2 separate regions of the Hordeum vulgare genome follow, and region 2 is linked to region 1. The links are chromatin contacts, called in public Hi-C maps. All regions are on one chromosome and are shown on one strand. The core of a region is the stretch at or near the end of the contact, and the rest is flanking DNA. Distances in the headings are between cores, read along the strand shown. Region 1 has its middle 63 kb from the start of LOC123412369. Region 2 has its middle 190 kb from the start of LOC123413208.

The links. Hi-C and Micro-C count contacts between places; a contact is called where the count stands out from the background.
Region 2: a Hi-C map of leaf shows a contact between it and region 1, with 2.4 times the contacts expected there. The contact joins two enhancer-like sites. A contact is called at or near these places in 3 of 6 Hi-C or Micro-C datasets (leaf and seedling).

What each region holds. Positions count from the first base shown.
Region 1 is chr7H:96,749,653-96,756,982 of MorexV3_pseudomolecules_assembly, forward strand. It overlaps the pseudogene LOC123408385 and the pseudogene LOC123408386. Among protein-coding and RNA genes, the nearest start is that of LOC123412369, 63 kb to the right of the region's middle. Within about 2 kb of position 4,004, at least 1 of the 3 cell types and tissues checked has open chromatin away from gene starts, as enhancers often do. A contact at or near this core is called in leaf, where this site is marked.
Region 2 is chr7H:97,462,775-97,470,229 of MorexV3_pseudomolecules_assembly, forward strand. No RefSeq gene overlaps it. Among protein-coding and RNA genes, the nearest start is that of LOC123413208, 190 kb to the right of the region's middle. Within about 2 kb of position 3,872, at least 3 of the 3 cell types and tissues checked have open chromatin away from gene starts, as enhancers often do. A contact at or near this core is called in leaf, where this site is marked.

The DNA.
Region 1 (7,330 bases), core at 2,754-5,253:
AGAGCCTGCATCTCACGATAGCCCATGCTCTCTAGCTTTCCGCATTCGACATGTCATTTTCCTCCTCGATTTCACCATCACCACGTCGTTTCCTCTTCCTTTTTCTCTTTCCTTCCGCTTTGCCATCAATGACCACACCGCCTATGCCATCTACATTACACATCTCAGTTGCAGAAGCCGCATCCTTCTCTTCCTTACGGATTGCAGCGTCCAGCCTTAGCACATGGTGGAAAGGGCATTGCAGGAAGTAAGTCACAAGGACAATCCCCAAATGTGCCAATATTGAAAGCGTAAAGATACACATCACAGTCGCACCTAGATGACGTAAACAGACAGAGGACAAAAATGCAAGTATAGACAGGAGATAAATTCAGAAGGGGAAAATTCAGATAGCATTGCTGATCATGTCCGTGACCGTGCTACTGCTACTGTGTGGGGCAAAATTCAGAGAAAAGGAGTGCAAACACCCCGTGGCCCCTTCTCAAACGAGAAGCGCACGGTTGCTGGAGCACTCGGAGCACAACTGCAGCAGAGCCACCACGGCAAACTCCTTCTCCCTCGCCGGGCCGTCCTCGATGGTCTCAACCAGTGCGGGTATCCCACCGGCTTCCACCACAGCATCACGGCCATCGGCTATGCTCGCGAGGCTGGCAAGAACCACCATTGCCTTCTCCGACGTCCCGGTGTCGCGCTCGCCGATGAGGTGCACGAGCGGCACGACGGCTCCCGCGCTGACATCACGTTCTTTGTTCCGGCGCGCCGAGCAGAGACGGTAGAGCGTGGTGAGCGCGTCCTTCTTTCCCCGTGTGGAGACCACAGAGAGCAGCGCGACGAGCGGCATGATGGCGCCACAGGCGCCGATGGTGGCGCGGTTCTCCTCGATGCCCAACAAGCTGAGCAGCGCGCAGGCAGCATTCTGCTTGGCGGAGGCCGTCCCGGTCCGCAGCGCGTAGACGAGCGGCTTGATGGCGCCCGCCGCCGTGATGGCCGAACGGTTGGGCTCCTCCAGCGAGAGGTTGAGCAGCGCCATCATCGCGTTCTCCTGCGCCACCGGGTCGATGCTCCGCAGTAGCGGCACCAGCACGGGGATCGCGCCGGAGACGTCGACAAGCTCGCGGAAGTCCGAGCGGTGCTTGGCCAGCAGCCTTATCCTGGCCGCCGCCGCGCGCCGCGTGTCGGGCGCGGCATCGGGCCCCAACGCCTGCACGCACGCCAGCACAAACGGCCATGGGGAGTCCGGGTGCAGCAGCGCGGAGCGGATGGTGCGCATGGAGCGGCCCGGGCGGCGGGGCGCGCACGACCTCTGCTTGGGCGAGAGGATCTGGGAGCCGGCGAGCGAGACCATGGCTGGCTGGCGTCGGCGGGCGGAGTGATGATGGAGGGAGGGTGGTGTGCTGGTGGTTGCAGAGGATGGTGCGGATGGTGCGCATGGAGCAGCGCGGTGCTCCTCGGGGGATGCCAGGAGGAGGGAGGAGGCCGGGGAGGAGGGAGAGTTGAGCGCCGCAGAGGGGATGGGGGGCAGCGAGCGAAGGCTGACTGGGTCATTGCCATTGGATTCCCGAGAGCTGACGGCTGCCTGCGCTCAGCACGGGACACCCCGCTCGCCTTTCCCGAGGACGGCGAGCACGACGAGGCCACTGAGGCCGCCGCCGTGGAGGACGCCGCCACCAAAGCCTGCACGCAGGACAAGGTGAGCCGTCGGGCCGCGAGATCTGCGCCCGCGCCCGCGCATCCCTCCGCCAATCCCTTCCGCCTCGATTCCGATTTCTTGCTCCTCGATGGAAATTCGTGGGCAGAAGACAGTGGAGATCGTGGGTGCATCACGAAATGGAGGGGATCAAGATCGAGGTAATTGGGAAAGCTATCGAAGGAGGTTGAACCACATCGTGCTCGCGCGCGCGGGATGGATTGGTTTTTTTTACCGCACGATCGAGGGGTGCGAGGAGAGTCAAACCGGTTTAATTGTCGTTGGTTTTTGGAGGGTATTGAAAAAATCAGTGAGGCGACGGGAGTGGGAGGAGGGATCGAGAGGTGGGATTCGCTGGGAGGTCGAACCATCGTGGAGGTTGAACCATCACGACGGCACATCCTGCTTTAATAGTAGAGAAAAATAGACAAAAATAATAAGAAACAAGAAGTAAGAAATAGTTGGTTAAAATTGTTGAGGAATCAACTAAAAAAGAGAAAACAATGACAGAATCTCCCAGAAGCTTCTCAAAACAAGGATCATCGAGTGAGAAACTTTCCCATACCGGAATTATACAGACAACGGTAACCCAACAACTTGTTTGTTTAACTAGCTCTCTAAGAATGAATGTGATGTCCTAGAGCTTACGCTCATGTAAGTGAGCCACACTCTATTAGCACACTAGCTAGGCTTGGATGAGACATCTAGTTGAGGCCTCCTAGTTCGTGCCTTGAGCATGTGGAGAACATGCGCCCATGCATCCACATTTCTAGGTTGGCCCAACATTAAGGCGATGTAGTCGCTCGTCCAAGGCACCTTGGTTCCCTAGGTCACTATTGACCAGTTGGCTGCTCACTTTTCAAAACAAAACAATACAAAGACATTTTAAAAGCTAAAAAATTAACAAGTTCAAAAAAAATTCATGGATTTTGAAAAATTAAATTTGAAGGATTCGGAGAAAGTTTGTGGATCCTGATTTTCCTTTCAATAAACAAGATGCAAACAATGGAAAAAAGTTCACGGGATAGAAAAAGGTTCATTAAAAACTTGAACAAAGTTTAACTAGAAAGTTAGCAAAAACTGAAAACAGTATGCTAGTTTGACTAAAACTTGGTGAAGTTGAAAAACATTCACAAATTTGAACAAAGTGTTGAATTCTAAAAATATTCAAGAGTTTAAAAATATCCTTCAATTTTGACCAAAAACTTCATCAAGCTGAAAAAGATTTAAAAATTTCAGACAGGTCATGCATTTTAAAAGAGAAAAAAAAGAAATAGAAGGATAAATAAATAAAACACAGAAAAAACTATCGAGAAAATGAGAAAATAAAGAAATCGGTTAAAAGCTTCCCAAAACCGGTCTGGAAGCTCCTCTAAGGGTCCGTCTGATTTCCTCCAGCTTCACAAAACATCACAAATCCAGCTTCTCTTCGTGTCTTCTAGCTTCAGCTAGCGATCCAAAATTTGTATGCTTCAATCGGCAGCTTCTCGCATCATTGCAGGCCAGCTGGGAAGGATGTGGCAGTCGAATTTGGCAACTCCTTGTAAATACGACCGATATTTCGAGAAGGAGGCAGCGAACCGTTATGTATGACAGTGGCAACTCCTTGCAAATAAGGTCGAACATCTGATTTTCTAATCGGTGGAGCTGGGTCAACCGAGCTCCAGGTTTTTGCAGTGTGCTTTGGCTCAACTTCGAGAAGTTAGCTTCTTGATGCAAAAGTGTTCTATTCAAAATCTTTTTTGAATTTGGTCGAGTTATAAGCTGAAGGAGATCAGAACATGCCCTAAGTCTCCCAAAACAAGCGCTCATAGTTAGGCTCGACTGCCAATTAATGGGTCGGCCCATGCCAAGAATAATCAAAGTGGGGTCTAAGTCGCAAATGAAAAGCCATATAACCGGCTCTACGAGCGCCAAATAGGAGTTGGGCTTCTCACTTCCCTTAGTCGATCTCTTTGCTTGATCGATGGTTCTTCCACTACTTGTTCATGTAAAATCGCCATAAGTTTTTAAGAAATATTCACAAAAGTTAGAAACAATCCAAGAATATAAAAGGAATACTGAATTTTTAAGAAGAACGAATTTTAAAAAATCAAGACATGTTAACTAATTGGATTTATTTAATAAGTTTTTCATGGAAAAAACAAAACACAAAACCAAAAACAAGCAGTAAATAATCTGGTGAAAAAGACCAGATATATTAAATATAGGAAAATCGAAAAAAAAGGAGAAGAGAAAGTTCACAAAACCGAAATACCACCTACATGGAACGACCCGTTGCATACCAGGTGGCTGTGGGCTTTAAGCGCCGAAAAGAATTCCCGAAAAGACTGCCTAGAATACAGCCGAGAGGAATCACCCGAGGCGCAGATATGCATCGCTCATACCGAGGAAATCAAACCTATTTTTCCTATCTCTTACTTAATTTCGTTTTTTCACATTTGGCTAGTTTAAATTCAATATTAACAAAAAAAATCAGGAATAAAGAAAAAAATGGATAGTTAATAAGCCCATAAATTGCAATAATTTACTTAAATGTCAAATAGACATAAAAAAATTCAAAATCAAATCATGAATACAAAAAAAATGGTCACAAAATATTTATGAATTTGGAAATGTTTTATGAATTAAAAAACTTAGTAAACCCTTAAAAATGTTCACGAGTTCTTTAAAAATAATTCTTTGCAGATTCAGAAAATGCAGACGAATTCAAAAATGCTCTCACAATTTGGAAAGGTTGTGGATTTGAAAATTGTTCATCTAATGAGTTCACAATAATTAAAAAGGATAGCCAAATTCAAATAAAATTCAAGAATACATTTTTTCGTAAAATTATAAAATGCTAACTGATTTTTAAAATTGTACGCGAATTGGAAAGCATGTTAGTGAATTCAAAAGCAACAGCGGAATAAAAAAATAGAGGATTCTTTAAACCATCCCTGAATTTGTAAAATGGTCACTAATTTAAAAAAATGTTCTCAAAATTCAAACAAACTTTAGGAATTCAAAAACTTAATAAATCAAAATTAATTTGTCAAATCGAATGATTTTCACAAAGTTCAAAAGATATCTACGAATCCAAATTGTAAAAAATGAAAGCAAAAAAAGGTAAAATAAATTTCAAAATAGGAAAGAAAACTTTCCAGGAAGTTTCCCAACACGAGATGTGGTGCTCCCAAAACATAGCTAAAACCTCCTCCAACGTAAACATTTCTCGACGATTGAATTTTCTGTAGCAAAGATAGCTAATGTCTATTGATCGCTCGTAATGTTTAATGGAATTACATCAAGATCGTGCAGTGATCCTAACCACAAATGGCTATCCAGGAGGAGGGGTACGCTATATCTAGATATCATGTATGCTTCAACATTCAAAGCAGGAAGATCATGGCAGAAATTAAAACAAGAAAGTAATATAACACTTTCTCCAATTTCCCTAGTAATGTCATTTTATCCAGAATATTCCCTACATAATCTCAGTTTTCGGAAAAAAGTTTTTCCTTTTGAAAAGAAGTTAAAAAATTGATAAAAATATATTAAAATATTAAAATGAAAATTTCTGCAAATATTTACTTTTTTAAAACTTATTTGCCTTTTTGGAAAATATGCATGATTTATATATCGAATTTTAAATATATATTTTGAAGATGTTCATAATTTGAGAAAAAAATGAGTTTAATTTGAAAATAAAGATGTTTGAGATTTTACAAAAATGCTGAATTAAAAAATGATTTTAAAATAATGTCCAAGTTATTTAAAGAGTATTCTAAAAATTATTAAAATATTTGGTTTTTCATAAAACGAATTAAAATCTAGCCGATAAAAAAAACACTCGCTATAAAAGGTTCGGATTTGGTACAGTGAACGGGTAGTTGATGGCCACATTATAGTGAATCCGCTCGCTACAATCGGCTGGCGCAGTTCAGGCTGCTGTGGTTTTGCTAGAATTTGTATCTATTTCCGGAATCACTAGTTTAGGCACCATGTGCGAAGAACACTCCCATCTTCTTAGGCACTGATAAGTGGTATATTACATGTACGTAACTTGTTGCAATTGTGTGGCCAAATCCCGAACATTTTTATTGTTCGATTTCTCGCGTCAAGATCTTCGAAACTATATCCAATGTTAATAACTTTTGATGGACTTCTTTTTTAAGAAAAAAACAATGAGACCAAATAAAAGAAAATACAAGATAAAAAAGACAACACAAAAAGACAGATAAAAAACAAACAAACAACGGACAATAAAAACCCTAAGGGAAAAAAGGAGCCAAAAAAAATCTATTGCTGCACGAGAATTAAGTATGTGCTTCTCGCGGAAGAAGAATTTTTTTCTTATTCCGAGAAACAGAACTATGATAGTTGTACTTCCCGGGTAGCAAATTTATGCCTCCACGAAAAGCAAATATGTGCTTCCCATGGGAGGATATTTATTCTCTTTCTGTGTGCTTCTCGCATAAGCAAATTTGTGCCTTCATGAATACTCCCTTCGTTCCAAAATAAGTGTCTTAAGCTTAGTACAATTTTATACTAGAGCTAGTATAAAGTTGAGACAGTTATTTTGGGACGGAGGGAGTAGTAAATATGTGCTTTTCGTGGAAGCACGTATCTTTTTTCGATGCTCTACGCCATTTCTTTTTCAAAAACCTTGGGGAAACTGGAAGAAAACCAAAAGGCCCAAAAAACAAACAAAAAATCACATCTAAAACCAAGAACGAGTAAAAAAAGGAAATCTAGAGGAAGCGCCCAGCTCATGATATACGGCGGTGATGGGACGCACCACTTCTTACTACTAATTTTCTCTAGATGAGCTGGAGGCTCTAGTGCCATGTTCAAGCTAAAAGCTGTGAAAGCAAGTCAAGTAGGAGAGTGTTGTTTTGGCTCCTTGGTGTAAATACACCTATTATGAAATATATATAAAACTAACTTTTTAATGTTAAAACACTTCAAACCATAATTTTGTGTGTACATCCGGATGTCTATGTTCGCACACAAAATTTTGTAAAGAAAGAAGTTTTTTTGTGGCATGTGTAAAAAAGATTAAAAAATGTCTTATGAATAGTTATAATCAAGCAATAAAATTTATCTTTTTTACAAAAGCCACAAAAAAATGTATTTTTCTGCCGAAACTTTGCGCACGAACATATAATATCCGGATGTACACGCGGGATTTTGTCGCGATATTTTTTAAATGTGTATTTAGACAATAGGTACATCTATATCCATGAGCCAAAATGATTTTTTGGTCCAGTAGTGCGAGATGATTTCGTCAAACAAACTTTTGTGTTCCCAAGGTAAAACCCATTAAAAAAGTGTCATGCAGAAGCGCCGGGAGCTAAAGTGCCGGTTTGGATAACTAGCGCCTGCAGAGCTCGTAGCTGGGCTGTTTATGCAACCGACCCATTTCGTTCGTTCGAATGCTACAAAAATTATTATTTTTCATCAATGGGAGTAAGGGGACACGAACTCCGCTCGCCTACAACAGCACCAACAGGCACCAACCACTAGACACAGCTCCCTATGAACCAAAGTGAATTTCTGGTCCAGTAGCGCGAGATAATTTCGTCAAACAAAGTTTTGTCTTCTCAAGGTAAAACCCATGGAAAAGTGTCATGCAGAAACCCCCATTTTGTTCGTTCAAAC
Region 2 (7,455 bases), core at 2,622-5,121, 710 kb after region 1:
ACTCAATCTCGAATCTACCGAGTTGTTAGGGTTTGGCATAGGTTCGCTGTGGGGTTAACTCGGTTAGGCCAAAAGGGAAAACTTGGTTCCACCGAATTTGGTAGTTTAGGGTTTTGGACAGAATCTTTTGTGAGAGTTTGGTTGAGGCTTTTGGTGGCATATCTCTAAGCACTTGAGCAACCAGATCATCATTAGTACCCCATGCCCTTTTAATACGTATTGGCTTTCCTATGGACTCAATTTTGATTGATTACATAAAACAAAATGTAGAGTTTTGAAGCTTTTGCCAATAAATGTTCTTTGCATCTTATGGGATCCTTCTCATAATTCCTAGCCAATCCATTCATTGAATTTTCCCGTGGAATACTTGATAAGCTCATTAGTTCAATGAACTATATGTTGTTGTTAATTACAAAAACCACCTAGGGAGAAGTTATGCTTTCAAAATGCAACAAACAAAGAGATAACACTAGACCCGTTATTGCCCTATCATGCCCACCACTCCATCACATCTTTTTAAAGATTTTTGTTTGTATAGGCATCTCGAAACTCATCGTAGGCCTCAAGAAAGCGACAACGTTGGTCTTGCCTCCGACTCGGCCGAATCGAGATCGCCATGAGGTCATCCATACTATAGTCCAAATCTTGTCCACGCTTGTTCTCAATGATCATATTGCGGCCACATGACATCCTCCGATGATGTGAGGAAGCCTGTTGTGCGATCGAAAATCGACGACGTCACGCCGTCGTCGTCGATCCACTCGAGCGGCATACAACGGTGCTACGACGACCACTAGGCCACCTCGGAGGGACATTATCTAGCGGTTACGACCTTTACGGGCGCGGAGCGGCGATAATTGGCAAAAAATAAAGCGGCGGTCGTCGCGGGCAGAAGCGAAATTAGAGCGATGGGGAAACGACGGTGGTCATCCGAGTTGGAGGAGGGGAGTGGTGTGGTCGGGGTGAAGATGGCAGCGGGCAGCAGAGTGGCGGCAGCAAGTGGAGATCCAGCATGTGGCGGAAGCGAAATGGTCACACCCAGGCGTCGTGTTGAGCCGAGCGATTTTTAGGCAACAATCGAAGGGGTGTATATTTGTATGACTTCATATTGTATTTGGAGCTACCCATTTATTTTGAAAAAAATGTTGCAGTTGGGCAACCATTGGGAAGCTTTTTTACCTCTTTGTGCCCAAAATAGGGCTGCTATTGGAGATGCGCGGAATAAGGGCAATTCCTCGAGACCTCCTCCAACGCTTGTTGAGCTAGTCTGTCACCATGCATGCACGCGCTCGCACATCGCCCCGCCCAATAAAATACCATATTTCTCGCCTTTTTTGCTTTTGTTTTCTCTACTCGGGATGCTTTGTTGTTTAAGAAAATAAAGTGGCTATTGGTGTTACAAAATTTGAAAACATTCACAAATTTGAAAAAGGATTACATATTTTAAGAAGTTTGTAAATTAAAAAATGTTCACGAAAATTAAAAAATATTGTGAATTTGATATAATTTAACAATTTTAAAAATGTGAATTTCGGAAAAAAAATGATTTTGTTTTTTCTTCTAAATTCCAAAATTTGGAAAATAATACTGAATTTGGAAAATTTCACGAACTTATAAAATGTTCAAAAATATAAATAAATCGAAATTCGATAAAAGAGTCGTTAATTTTGAAAAGAGTTTAGAAATTTTTAAAAAATCATGCATCTGAAAAATGGAAAACAAAGAAAATAAGGGAAAAGGACAGAAAATTATAAAAAACCAAAAAAAGAGGGCAAAAACATGCGAAAAACCGAAAAAAAAAACTAAGAAAAAGAACAAAACCAAAAGCTTCTGGAAGCTTAAAAAAACGGTTGAGAGCTTCACAGAAAACATACATAGATGGGATGCTTGGGGCTTCATAGAAAATACGTGGATGGGCTGGTTGGAGTATGAAACTTAGCGAAGAAAACTATGGCGTGTGATCTGTAGCAATTTGATTTAATTGGCGATACATGCACCAAATAGGATTTGAGCAAAGTCATTTCGCATAGATAGCACACTCATCAGCCGACCCAATTGGTGCTACATGTTTTGTGGATTTTATAACCTTCCAGAGTTCATGTTTCTTCATGTAGAAGGTTTCCGTCTGTTTCACATATGGATTTTCTCGTCCTTCTTTTAACAGATTATGTTCTGCTTCTTCTTGTTTTTCTTCAAGCATTATTTTCTTTTTAAAACAAATGTTCAGACATTTAGAATATTCATCAGAATTACGAATTATAGGAAAACACAAATTATAGAAACTTCGTGCTTCAAATAATATTTGAAAATGTGTTCGAATTTTACAAAGACGTGAACAAATAGAACAATGTTGAAGTTTTAAATTTGTATTCACAAATTAAAATAAAATAGGATATAGAAATACTTCCAAATTTCAAAAAATTATTCTGTTTTTGCAATTTTTATCACAAAAATGTTCATGTTTAAAATTTTCTTTGGAATGTTTTAAAAAAGTTGTCAAATTTCAATAAATATTCCCATTTTAACATTAGTTTACAAATTTAAAGAATGTTCTTAATTACTTGAACGCGAACTATAATAAACCTTAGGCTATAAAAAATCTTTCTGATGTAGTAAAAGTGGGGACCTCCTACCTGCCGTTCATTGTGGCAGGGAGCTCCAGCGCCGCATAGGGGGGGGGGGGTGCTCCTAATGGACCGGCTCAGTTTTATTTCCTTTTTTCTTATCTTTTTCCTTCACTGTTATTTCTATTTGTTTTTTATTTTTTCATTTTCTTTACTTTTATTTAAAGCAAAAACATTTTCCGAATTTAAAGAACAATTTTAAAAAAACGTCAACAAATTTGGAAGCGTGAACATTTTTTGAATCTTGAGAACGAAGTTTTGAAAAGGAGAACAATTTTGAAAAATCCCAAACAGATTTGAAAGTGCAATCACATTTTTCAAGCACAAACATTTTCTGAATTATGAGAACAAATTGTTTTAAACAGGAACATTTTTATAAAATATGTGCAAAATCGTTTTTCCAATTCTGGAAAAACAATTCCGGAAAAGTTTAAAATTCTGAAATATTTTTCCAAATTCCGGAACATTTTTCAAATTCCAGAACATTTTTTAACATAGGGAGCATTTTTTCAGTTTCCGGAAGATTTTTCAAATTCCAAAACATTTTTCATATTACGGAAATTATTTTAAAATTCCGGAACTTTTTCCAAATTGAACATTATTTCATATTTCAGAATTTTTTTACAAATTCCAGAACATTTTTACAAATTCCAGAACATTCTTTCAAATTTTGAAACATTTTTTCCAATTCCATGATATTTTTACAAATTCCAGAACATATTTTCAAATACCAGCACATTTTTTCAAATTCCGGAATATTTTTTCAAATTCCAGAACATTTTTTCAAATTCGAGAACAGTTTTTAAAATACCAGAACATTATTTCAAACTCCAAAACATTTTTTAGAATTGCGAAACATTTTTTTACATTCAGAATTTTTTTTTCAAATTCCGTACATTTTCGAAAGTAAGGAAACAAAATTCAAATTCTGAAACATTTTTTCAATTTCTAAAACATTTTTCGAAAATGCAGAATAGTTTTGAAACAGAAAAAAAAGTGAAAAAAAAACAATTTAGGGAATCTTCTAAAAAGTTTCCAAAACCGAAAAAAAATCCGGCTGAAAACCTGTAGAAGGTTCCCAAAACCGGAAACACTGAGACGGTTAAACGGGCCGGCCCAATCCTGACAACCGCTCGATCTGACTATGCGAAACTGAGGTATTTTGACGCAACGCGCGTCAAATAGGGATTTCCGTAAAAGTGCCCTACAGTACTCCCACGCTATAGTAATCCTGCATTGCGGCAAGCATGCTCTGCTACGACGCCTATCAATGGGCCGGGACTTCGGGCTTTGCCATGTGCGTCCCACCACCTATTTCGTCAATACGCCTATCATAACGAAATTCGATTTATCAAACATTGATCCAATTTGTTTTTGGGTTAAGGAAAAATAATTATTACCCAAGTATCAAATTTAGTTGGTTTGAACTTTTTTCCCACCTTTAGAAGAATGAAGCATAGATACATATAGAGCCTTCGTTCAAATTTTCAAAAAGGTAACCATCCCATTTTCATGTATGAAATCTCTATAGAATCCTTGAACAAGATGTTTTCCATAAGAAAGAAAAAATAAATTATTTGGGATTTTTTAATCCCTTAGTTCATCAGTTCTATTACATAAGTGGATTCCTAATTTTTTCCAAAACTCAAGTCCACAACGGGCACACCTTTGTCTTGTTTATAGCTACAGCTAGGGAACTCTCACAGAAAATGGAGCGCGAGATAGACGGCGCAGCCGTGCAGAAGACCTCAGTTTAGTTTTTTCATGTTCATTTTTTATTTGTTGTCTTTCTTTTTCTACTTTCGTTTATAGCTTAAACTATTCTACATAAATATATTACAAAAACCACTTTCAATAAAATATTATATAAAAATTAACCAAGCATTTTAAATAGTTAAATGTTTACATAAAATGTTCTCCTATATATTAAATTGTATAAAAACATGTGTGAAAAGAGTTAATCATGTATTTAAAAATGTTAATCAAGCATTTGTGAAAATATTAAACAAGTATTTGAAAACTATTAATCAACCATTTGGAAAATGGTCACCATATATTCGAAAAAATATTAAACTTGAATTTGAAAATTTTAAACAAACATTTGAAAATTTGAAACGTCCCAGAGAAAATGTTGACCATGCGTTCAAATAATTTTAATATTGTATTTGAAAAATGTTAATCTAGTATTTTAAAAAAAAAGTAAATACGAGACAAAAATGTTGACCATGTATTCATCAAATGTGAAACTTGTATTTGAATAATGTTAAACCTGTATTATTAACATATATTAGACATGTACCAAAAATGTAAAATGTGTATGGAAAAAATCAGAAAAATAAAAAAATAAGGTTTCAAAAATTATTAATCATGTTACTAAAAGATGTGTTTATCTTTGAAATATTTCAGATGTATACAGAAAATATTGAATGTGTACTGGAAGAGAGTTAACATGTCTTTAACGAAAGGAAATTGATTAAGACAAAAAATCTAATAAAAACGAAAAAGATAATAGAAGGACACTGAGCTGAGAAACCCGTGAAAGAACAATGAAACCAGATAGAAAGCAAAAAATATATATAATAAAAAGAAACAAAAGCAAAAGAATAAACAAATAAATCTTGAGATGAAACAAATAAAAATGAAGAAGAATGAAAATACCGGTAGAAACTGATGAAAGAAATGAAAGAAGCCGATGAAAAAGCAAAGAAAAGAGGAAAACAAAAAAAAAACAAGAAGAAGCACAGAAAAATAAACCCGAAAAACTCAAGCGATAACAGCGAACCCAGCTTCCTTTTTTTGCATCCAAACACACTCATATTACTACGTAATAATGTTCAAAGGGATACAATGCAAGTCCGGCGGGCTTAGAAGACACAAATGGCGCCCGGTGTCGAGACCAAAAAGCAAGCTTGGCATGGCTATGTGCGTGGTATTAGTCTCCCGAGCTTCAAAAATGAAGGTCCATCTCTGAAACAGTTGTGAGATGGCTTCAATTTCCTTCACAATATTTGCATAGGTTCCTCCCGTTTCCTAAGTTATATCATGGACGGCGGAAATTGCTTTTGGATGCCGAGCTTCATGTAGACCAAATTTTTTGAATTTTTCAAAAAATTCGACCTCCACGGCTCCCGGGAGCCAAACGTCCGTTCTTCATGAACAACCCCTTTACAATCTAATGCACCGACCACCTGTGTCAGAAGCAGGTTTGTGGCTAAAACTAGTGCCTCGCAGCAGGCTAGCACCCAATGGCAAAACCACATACAAAGCTGGATAGTTAATCGACTTCTCAGGTTTTTTGTAACATCAACACCTAGATGTAAATTTTTTGTAAAAATTAATACAAATTTACATATTTAACTATTCAATTTTGAAATGACTACACAAGATTAAAGTTCTGGCAGTGCCACTGCTAGCACCTCAAGTGTTGTCGGATCAGTAATTTCATGGCATCTGATAACCGAAGCACCAAGGTACATGCGTGATGAATCCGTGCATACAACACTATATGTCCCCCCACAAGTCCTTCGCGGCTCGCGCCACTGCTCCATCAACCCTGATCTTGGACACTCCAGCAGACGGGAACCCTGATCTTGGCCACTCCAGCAGACGGGGGAATCCACCTTGGTCATTGTGCCCCTGGTGGTGCAGTAACAGCTTTATTCAGGATCTTAAGCAACTTCAACACACGCACAACGCGGGCCAAAATTATTTACAACGTTGAAATAAAGTTTTTAGTGCGCGACATGGCGTCCGCTTTGGCAAGTGTTGCAAAATAGCACGTAAGATTTTGCTTCAGCAGGCGCTGCAAAATGCAGCGCACAAGCAACCAGATGCCTGTATGGCAACATGCGCGAGCAGCCACACGCTATGATATTTCAAACTTCAAAAAATATGCATTCAAGCAACATAGCACAGTTCATTTGCATGGCATAGTTTAAAATCATCCAACCAAAATCATGACAAATAAATGATCACATCCAAACAAATGGCGTATGGACAATCATGCCTCTTCTTCCTCCTCTTCTTCGTCCACTTCTTCGCCTGAGGACGGAGACGATTCTTTGTCCTCGTTGTGAGTCATGCGTCCATCCACGTGACCATCTCCAATGACATCATGCGAATCTATGTGTGGCACACCGGAAGAAATATGTGCACCCATGTTACGTGGCTCCCATGCCTTCCATGAGAGAAGCAAAACTCATGCCTCTCATGTTAGCTCCCAAGCCACCAATGCATTGCGTAGATGCTCCCCTGCCTCCCAAGCCTCCCATGATAGCTCCGAAGCCACCCATGCCTCTCGTAGATTCTCCCATGCCTCACATGTCGCCCATGGTAGCTCCGAGGCCACCTATGCCTCCCATGCTTGTTTCCAATCCTCCCATGATAGCTCACATGCCTCCGAAGCCTCCCATGGCCATGGGTCTTTTTTGGACCAAGATTTCATCAAGGGGAAAGATTGATGAACGTCTTTTGCCTATCATCGAAGGTAGATGTGTCCATCAAGAACAAGTGTTTCTCCCATTCCAATAATCTAGCTCGCTCCTTCATGTCCAATTTCTTCTCCTCCAATGCCAATTTCCTCTCCTCGGCCGCCACAATCCTCTCCTCGGCCGTCAACCTCCTCTCCTCGGCCACGGGATCTTGGCTCCTTGCCATCCTCCTCACCTCGGTAGCTTCCTTTCTTGCCTTCACTAGAGCATCCATAACACTCTTTAGCTCATCATCTCCTCTCTTCTTCTTCTTCTTCTTCTTCTTCTTCTTCTTCTTCTTCTTCTTCTTCTTCTTCTTCTTCTTCTTTTCTTTTGCTTCTTTCTTACTTCCGTTTGGTCTT